Linked DNA regions of Siniperca chuatsi: region 1 is linked to region 2. The links are chromatin contacts, called in public Hi-C maps. All regions are on one chromosome and are shown on one strand. Each heading gives the region's core, a stretch centred on a gene start, on an enhancer-like site or on the middle of the called end of the contact. The rest is flanking DNA. Distances are from core to core; before and after follow the strand shown. Region 1 holds the start of zbtb17 (zinc finger and BTB domain-containing protein 17). Region 2 holds the start of tmem82 (transmembrane protein 82).

Region 1 (4,679 bases), core at 756-3,255, 130 kb before region 2:
ATGACAAAATCAATTAAATACATAATGTGAACGTGTCCACAGGCTGAGGGGAACCCACCTGCTGCATTGCTGATGTCCAGATGCACCACATCTTTCTGGTCCAGGAAGAGGGTGCGGAAGTAGACACTGCAGGCTGCCAGCACAGCTTTGTGGGCCTTGAAGTCCACCCCGTCCACAACAAAGGTACAGTCACACAGCAGGCCCTGCTTGCGCTGGCGGTTAAGCTGCTCCAGAACCTTCCCACTGTGCCATGGGAAGTCCATCGTCCTGAAGGTTTGAGGATGGTGGAAGAGGCCGGCAGGCAGGCACAGACTCTGTGGACTGCTGACAAGCAAGAAGTCACATGTCGCACATTAAGAAAGGCTCAAAAGGCTGATAGTCAGCTTGACTGGTAACAGAGTTTGTCTTTACAGTGGCATGACATTCATTGGCCTTTTATTAAACACTACCAGTGTTTAATCAGTCAATATTGTTCACCTCTGATATGACTATGTCTCCTCCCTGAGCATAGTACAGCAATCTAATTTTATTAATAATTCAGATGACTGACCAGAGCAATAATTCCTGTGTGTGAGATGTGAGTGTAGTGTGAAACTAAACAGTAAGAATAGCAGTATCAGCCTTAAAAAACCATGTAACTCCAACATTAATAAAGTTCCACAATATTAAAGCTGTAGTCAGGCACTTTTATGAATGGATGTTTATCTTGAATATGTTTTTAAATCTGTAATAAATCACTATCTTTGTTGGCCAAAAATGAGCACAGTGACATGTAAGAAGCTTAAAAAAAAACAGTAGCCTCATTTCTCACTATCCTCATTTCAAACTGTCACGTGGACTTACTGTCTCTGACCACTTTGAAAATATTTTAGGAAAACAATGTAACTGCATCCTGGAATTCTGTTCCAGCTGTGTATTAATCTATGAATAAGGTTAGGTCGATGGGTTGTATCAATAAACTTTACAATGCAAACAATCCTTAAATTTGTACGGAGGTATGGCTTGCTTTGTGTTAATACAAAAGTCAAACAAGTACTTTATCTTGAGGAAGGTGTGTCTAGTTTGTGCTGTACTGTTAGGGAACGGCAATGGTGTCTGCATTCATGGGTGTAACGTAGATATCAGGCTCCTTTTCCTGCAGGACACCATCAAGGAATACCCGATACAGAGACAAGATTTCAACTCAAAACTATGTTTTAACAACGAAAAAAAACAATCATTAAAAATATAGCTAGCTAATATAAAGCTAACTAAACCACGAGTGACGAAATTAACCAGAATGACACCAGAATATAGATTCAACTGTTGTCCTGATGACCATGCAACTAGACACAAAATGCCGGGATTTAAAACAGCAGTAAGGTTATAGATGTTTTGAGACTGAAAACTTGGTTTCTCTAAAAGTTTTGACAGCTTGGTTTGACAGTGCAATACATCGATTACAATTCCTCCATCCTTGTAGCTTTGTTATCAGGGATTAATTTAGCGTGCCTTGACATGCATGTAGTATATGGACAAGATGGCGGACCGACGAGCAAGGCCTGTCTTCATCCCTTGTTGTTTACATAGTTGGCTCGCTCTTTTCGCTTAGAGCAAGCGCCATTTTAATATAAACTAACTCCTGAATTACCTCCTTGTTATCGCTTCTTTACTCCGGGTTCAAACTGCGGGACCAGGCGGTGTTATGTAGTGTTTGCCTCAGTTAGGAAAAACAAACCCAATCGAGTTTTTCGGCGATCGATCCTGCCCCGTTAAGTCCATCCACCGCCATCTTCCTCTCTCTGATCGATTGATAGGGACCGGCCGGATGTATCACAGGAGCACGCGCAGTGAGAACACGTGCTGTGCTGATGATGATCGCGTGGTGGCGCAATAGACTCGAGCTACGTGATATATACTATTGATAATAATAGCCTACTTGCTTGCGAACAGATTACCATAAATTAGGTGGCTGATGGCACTACACGTTTTCATATTTTATTGTCAATTTTCTATTTTTTATTTATGCTTCTTGACTTGCAGTACTTGCTTTTTTCATTTTCTCTTAGTATTTTTATTGTTATGCACCAAAACACCAAGGCAAATTCCTTGTATGTGAAAACCTACTTGGCAATAAACCTGATTCTGATTACACTGTGTAAAAATACATATTTATATGACATCCCTGTGAAGTCCCAGGTAACATATTTAGGTATTGTGATGACTAAAACTGAAGATGAAAGATGCATTTTGAACTTCAGCCCTATTATAGATAAAACTCAGAAAAGATTGAATATGTGGCTCCAGAGACTTGACTTTAAGAGTTATAACCCTATTAACCACAACTTATTTCGTCTCTTATTTACTTACAAATAATATTTTATTTGTAAAACAATCATTTAATTAAAAAGGTTTTCTAATGAGTTATTCTGAATTTTTGTCTGTTTATAATATCCCTGTCACCCCAAAAGAATTTGCTATTGTAATGGATGCCATTCCTAAAGGTGTGATTATATTATTTAAGGGTAACACTGAACCACCTTTTTTTCCTTGTCCTTTAACTTTGAATGACACAATAGTAGGAGAAATGTGTTTTTCATCCAGCCCTTAACCCGGAACAGAAGGATCAGATCCCTCTTTCAGAAAGACATTATCACCATTCCAGATGTTATCCATGACTGGGGAAGGTTTGTCTCAAATATCCAGTGGAAAAAAATGTGGACCTTGTCTTCAAGATACTTGATTACAAACAAATTTTGAGATGTCTGTTTCAAACTTCTCCACCGATGCTATCCAACAAAACATTATTTGCAAAAAATAAGAAATAACGTTGATATTAATTATTCTTTCTGTGGACTTCATGGCAAAACAACCATACACTTGTTTTTACGTCACATACTGCTATTGTTTGGAAATAATTTGCCGAATATATTTGTATTTTTATGAGGTCTGCAGTTCAGAACAAAATGGTATTAGACATTGTTTTATCATCTAAGCAAAATTTCTTATTCACAAAAGCAAATTTTATAACAAAAAACCTTTATTTAAAATTTTAATAACCCACTCATCTTTGCAGAATTAATGTAATTCAGCCACATTGGAGGGTTTTTCAAGTCAAAGTCCTGACCTGAATCCTATTGAGATGCAGTGGCATGACCTTAAAAAGGCAGTTCATGCTCGAAAAACCCTCCAATGTGGCTGAATTACAACAATTCTGCAAAGATGAGTGGGCCAAAATTCCTCCACAGCGCTGTAAAAGACTCATTGCAAGTTATCGCAAACGCTTGGTTGCAGTTGTTGCTGCTAAGGGTGGCCCAACCAGTTATTAGGTTTAGGGGGCAATCACTTTTTCACACAGGGCCTTGTAGGTTTGGATTTTGTTTTCCCTTAATAATAACAACCTTCATTTAAAAACTGCATTTTGTGTGTACTTGTGTTATCTTTGACTAATATTTAAATTTGTTAGATGATCTGAAACATTTAAGTGTGACAAACATGCAAAAAAAAAGAAATCAGGAAGGGGGCAAACACTTTTGCACACCACTGTATAAGGTATTCATTTCAAGGCAACTTACAGTACAACATTAGAAATCATGATGTAATGTGTTTTTAACCATGTGGTCTTCCTCAGAAAGAAGCACGTCAAAATGCAAGGGCCTCAGCCTGGCTCAAACATAGTGGAGTAAATTATAGCCATATAACAAAGGCTTCAAAATGATTTTGCATGAATAGCGCCTTTCTTTTCTCATGAAAGCAGACAGATGCCTCATAAATGCCTCGACACACAAGAGACTGAATAGAGGCACCTTCTATCTTCTGTACAGTAACTGAATGCTACTCTGTTTTGTATTGATTTTGAGAGTAGTTTGCCTTGTGGTGTTCACTGCTTAGCCACCTTCACGGCCATTTGTCTTATTTTTTATCTTTATGTGGATATATGGTGAAGAAAACAATGATTATTCATTCATCAGCATGTTAAATAAAGACAGTGATACTTGAAAATTCTGTTCTAAAAAATACATCTTGGACAGGGCCATAGCCAAGGTTTAATACTGAGTTTATGTCAGCCAAAGAAGAAGAGAGCTGCTAAAACCAGCTCATACCTTTAATAAATAATGTTTGTCATCAATCAAAAGGCTTACACATTGTCAGATGTTTATTGTCAAAGCAGGATAATTTTATTCACACAAATAATAATATACAATAAATTATTATTAACATGGCAACCATCAATTTCAGAGGTGAATCTTCTTTTTTAGAACTGTGCTAGAGGACAGGAGTGAAGTAGTGAACTGATCAGTTAAATGCTGTGTGTGTCTTTCTTTGTGCAAATGCTGTATATGTCCAAGCCCCTGTGTCTCAGTATGTTATGTGCAGGTATGACCTATTGCTGCTGTGTATGGTGAACTAACTCAGAATATAAATGAGCAGCAACAGGCATTGTTGCCGTCATGGAAGGAGGACATGGCATGTTTTATATAGCACATGCAGTGTCAACTCTGTGTGTTTAAAGTAGAATGGTTTAAGTGAAGAAAGCAAATAGAGAACACAGAAATAAAAACACAAAAAGTAAAAGGTTTGTGATGAGAAAGTGGGTCCCTCTCTAGATCTTGATCTCGGTGCGGAAGGTCTGTACGAGCTCGTGTTTGGCCGGGTGTCGCCTTGCCCTGACTGTTAGGGTCCCCTCGGTGCCCAGTGAT
Region 2 (4,654 bases), core at 55-2,554:
AGCGTGGGAAGCAGGCAGCGGCCTGATGTGAGGAGGCTGATGCAAATGCCGCAGTAGCGCTGTGAGCTGTGGAGTTTATACAGAGCCATGACATGGTGCAGCAGGAGTGTGGCCTGCCTAGCCAGTAACCAGCTGAGTGCAGCTGCCAGGAGCAGGCATAGCCAGCGCTGGGACGCCCCCTCGTGCAGAAAGTGCAAACTGCAGGTTAGGGCACAGCCCAGAGAGAACTGGCTTTGAACTAACAGCTGCTGCAGAAATTTCCTGGACTCCTGGGGAATAAAGGAGCATATAAACAGAACTGATGGATGAAACAAAACAGATGATGGGCTGTTTGTCATAATCATGAGTCATCATGACATGGTGAATTCCAGAAATTAACTCAGCAAAATTGAGCAGTAGAAGCAATGGGCAAATCATATATATATTTATCACGTAATTGGTTTCTTACTGGTCCAGCTGTAACCCATCCAGAGACTGCTCGAAGACAAAACTCTAGTACCACCAGGGAGGCAACACGGGAGCCCACTACAGCCAGCATCCCAGTCACAAAGAAAAACTGGAGCATCCCAGTAAGTCCAGTGTTAGTTCTCCTTTGATGACTGGGTGTCCTATGGTTTGACGTATCTTTATCATTTCTATCACTCCAGCTGTGTGTGTGTGTGTGGGGGGGGGGGGTCAAGTAAGAAATGAAAGTAAACTATAAAGGATCTGTACCAGCACTGAAATAGGAATGTTTTGATGAGAATGGTGAAAACTTTTAATCATGCAACTTAACATCAAATTCATCTTCATGCACAGATCTATCAAAAAAAAAGCAGTTTCCTCACCTCTCCTCTAAAAATAAGTGCACTCTCATCAAGGAGCATAGCACAGAGATCCCACATGCACCTATCAGTCCTGCAGGTCACATAACAATGAATTTGCAACCAATAACACACTCCAGCCATACCGTTTAGAAACAGCCTGTAGCAATGTGGAAGATAGACGTTGGAATGGATGAGGAGCTCACCTTGAAGTAAACCATCCAGTGGATTTATATCTAGAGTCAACCACCCCGGTAGGAAGTAGGAAGTCGGAAGAAGCGACGTGATAAAGGATAACATCGTACTACCTTTGACTTAAAAGAAGTCACAGGTCACAGCTTTTACAAAAATGCATGGAGGTAAGTCTAATTTAAGTAATCACACACTCAGGAACCACATTTTGTGGTTATTCCAGATCAGGTTACAGTAATGTGGAGTATCAGCTCAGCTCTTCTGTTTATTTCTATTGCCTCAGTCTTGAACTTTGCTCATCCAGAAGCCTGTTCTGTTTCCTGTACCAAAGGTCATCTGATTGTCGATGGAGCCGAGGCCCTCATCAGCCTGAGTCATAACAAGATAATGGAGGTAATTGGGAAATACTTTACACTGTAAAATGATGACAGGCATTAGTTGTGCTCTCAAGTTGTCTGCAAGCTACAATATAGGCATTGCTCTGACAAGGGCTTATTCATCTCATAGATCTTTTTTGAAAAATCATATTTTGCCCAGAGCAATATTTCAAGTCAAGTCAAGTTTATTTATACAGCCCATAATTTCAGAAGGCTATATAATCAGTACATTCTTAGATATTTGATTTGGATAAAGAGAAACTCAACACACACAAAACAGGAAAAAACCTCAGAAAGAGCAACGCATCAGGGATCCCTCTTCGAGGACAGATAGACATGCAATAGGTGCCATATGGTTATACACAAGTAACAGTAGTATGGACAAACAGCAATACAATATGAAGTAAATAAAAATATCAAGTGTATTAAGTTAAAAGAGTTTCAAGCAAAGTGTAAAACGTCTTTGGAGTGAAGTGTGGAGAAGAGTGTTTATGATGGTAAATTTACACAAAAACTAAGATTCCCTATATTTTGAGGAGATGGAACTAAAATTTATACTTGATATCTGTAGATATAAACAACTCCAAAGCCGTGTTTCAACTAAATGTCTCATTAGAGGATCACCAAGAAAACCCATGTTAGTTAGAAATATTTTGCATTGCTTGATCCTACGCAAAAATGTATATATAATACGTGTAAAAAGACAATGAACATAAAGAAACATGGGCTCATATTATTTCAAGGTATAAGGAAAGGTGTAGCAGGTGGTCATAAGCTTAATGCCTGTCCGTGAAGGGTAGCAGTGTACAACGTACATGTTAATGAACTGACAGCCATCACGAAAGGGCATCAAAAACAACATAAGTACTGGTTACAGTCTTCCTCTTGGGGCCCATGGATGCCTGTAAAGCCCTAAACCCTGGAGCCATCTTTAACCCCTTAACCTGACACTGGTGTAGCAGATAATACAAACATTGTAACTATAATATCTGATGTTTATCCCATAAATGATTTTCTCCTGAGTGTTACAATCTAACAAAACCTGAAAATGTTAATTCCACAGGTACAGCAGGTATTGTACAGTGGGAGTATCATGAAAATCTTCAACACTAAGTGTTTTGCTTTGCTGTCCAGTATCTGCACAGAATGTGGTGAAAGTGGAGACGTACAAACCACACAGATCTTAAATTGCCCTTTATCACTGGGAAAGAGTCATATAGGGAGGTAAAAGACAAAAGGTAAAAGATTTCTGAAGATGAACTATGGCCAAGGTCTCATACCAAGCAGGAGGCATGACTCTCTCATAAGGGAGTTCAGTCATTGGAGGGTTGTGTTATTCCACCAAAGCAGCAAATGCCATGACAAAAATATATGATTCTACAAAAATACAGTAAAATGTTTTAATTCTAGCATTTAATCCCACATCACTTGAATCCTATAGTACTGGTAAGCCCAAATTACCCAAATTCAATATTCATATAGATATTGCAAGTAAAACATCAATTTCTGATGGGATTTTGTTTCTGTCATTAACCTCGTGACATAATTTTTATACAGGAAATTGACATTTATATTACAATTTGTTAAATGTTATTTATTCTAATTAATATGTGTTGTCTTAATAAAACTTCAGTGTTGCAACCATGCATCAACAAAGAGTCACCTGAATATTACAGAGAAAAAGTATCAAATTGTGCCTGCACAAGAGTTATATCTAAGTGCTACTTATGATATTATGTAAAGTCTGGTTTACATATACAGGTAGTTGCTATGGTGACAGCAGCAGCAATAATACTCCAATCAATCGCCACTGTAGAAAGCATTTTGTTGCATGGCTTCAAAGAGAGTGGCATCAACAGGTGGCTGTCATTTGCTTCTTTTGTCTCAATTGGAGGGTCCACTGCTGCGGGGGTCAATGTTGCAGGAAGCTGGGCATCGTAAGTCTGCTGTGAGTCTCTGAACTCCCTCGCTCCTGCTGCAAGAGCAACATTGATTTTATTATATTTATTAGACTCATGATTTGCTTTCCCACATTGTGAAACTAACACACGAAACACCGGATTTTCTACAAATTGGTAACTGGATATTATATCCTTTTGGTAAGGCTGACTCATTCATTCCTATGTAATGATACCGCAGAAGTGTGTTCCACTTTGTCAGAGATGCCTGATAGTGATGTCACTATGGGCTGCAGCAGTGGTAGTTTGTCATGGTTTAGAAAATCCCATGAGAGGTTTTAAACTGGTCAGGATGTGTGCAGAGTTGGCTGATTTTTCAGCCGCTTGGAAGCTAAGCTGATTGAGTAGTTTTTAAGCTTCGTTACTTCCCGACAGCAATCAATAAATCAAATGCTCTGAAAAAATGAAAAAACATACCTATACCCTAGCTTTAATGTCCACAACAGTTGCCGTGTCAATCTTATCTTTCCGTGACATTCAGTCCTGAACATCGAGACCTTCTGCTCTTGTTGCTTGCACCTTCTTGCTTGCTGAACAACTGTCGGTAAACTTTCTTTTTAAACTGTAGCTTCTGCAGTTTGCTGCATTTGGCCATCGACTTTCTTTTATACAGCCCACTCCCCACACACACCAATACAACTGTGAACAGTCACTGGATCTGTAACAGTACCTATTATAGTTATACCCTTTATAGTTATAATATACCTGTGAGGACCCAAACTCCTGAACAGTTGACAAACAGCCATGTGTCACCAACAGTAACTGGAAAGTAACTACTGTTTTACAATTTTGAGGTACTTGTACTTAAGTATTTCCATTTTATGCTACTTTATACTTCTACTCCAAAACAACTCTGGGAGGAAATATTGTTCTTTTTACTCCTTTATTCGATACCTTTAGTTACTAGTTACTTTGCAGATTCAGATTTGTAGTAGAAAATGTAATCAACAAATAAATTAGGACGTATTATCATGGATAAAGACTTTTATTGATCCCTTGGTGAAATACAATACATACATTATGGGCCAATGTGCCATTCTGCATAATCAGTACTTTTATTTTATTTTTTTTATGCTTTTTGAATGCAGGACTTTTACTTGTAACAGAGTATTTCTACACTCTGGTATTGCTACTTTTACTTAAAGGGAAAGTTCACACCAAAATCAAAAATATATTTTTCCTCATACCTGAATTGCTATTTATCCACTCAAAATGTGGTCTCAATCAGCTTTTTGTGCCTTATAACCTCTCATAATGTGTTCATGTTAATGTGTAAACAAAGCATCTTGCTTATAAACTGAAATGGCCTGGCTAAATTTTAAAT

Evidence for each region. A called contact is a pair of places that touch in the nucleus more often than the background predicts.
Region 1: a contact with region 2 is called in a Hi-C map of skeletal muscle, with 6 times the contacts expected there. The contact joins the promoter of zbtb17 here to the promoter of tmem82 in region 2. A contact is called at or near these places in 2 of 3 Hi-C or Micro-C datasets (skeletal muscle and an unstated tissue).

The regions. Positions count from the first base shown.
Region 1 is chrLG10:5,073,737-5,078,415 of ASM2008510v1, reverse strand. It overlaps zbtb17 (zinc finger and BTB domain-containing protein 17), which reads right to left and starts at 2,005. Exons shown (of 15, transcript XM_044211617.1): 1 at 1,718-2,005; 2 at 59-324. The coding sequence starts at 1,761. It overlaps hspb7 (heat shock protein beta-7), which reads right to left. Exons shown (of 3, transcript XM_044212173.1): 3 at 4,123-4,679. The coding sequence ends at 4,583.
Region 2 is chrLG10:4,939,647-4,944,300 of ASM2008510v1, reverse strand. It overlaps tmem82 (transmembrane protein 82), which reads right to left and starts at 1,304. Exons shown (of 6, transcript XM_044212045.1): 1 at 1,010-1,304; 2 at 828-897; 3 at 449-608; 4 at 1-269. The coding sequence starts at 1,103.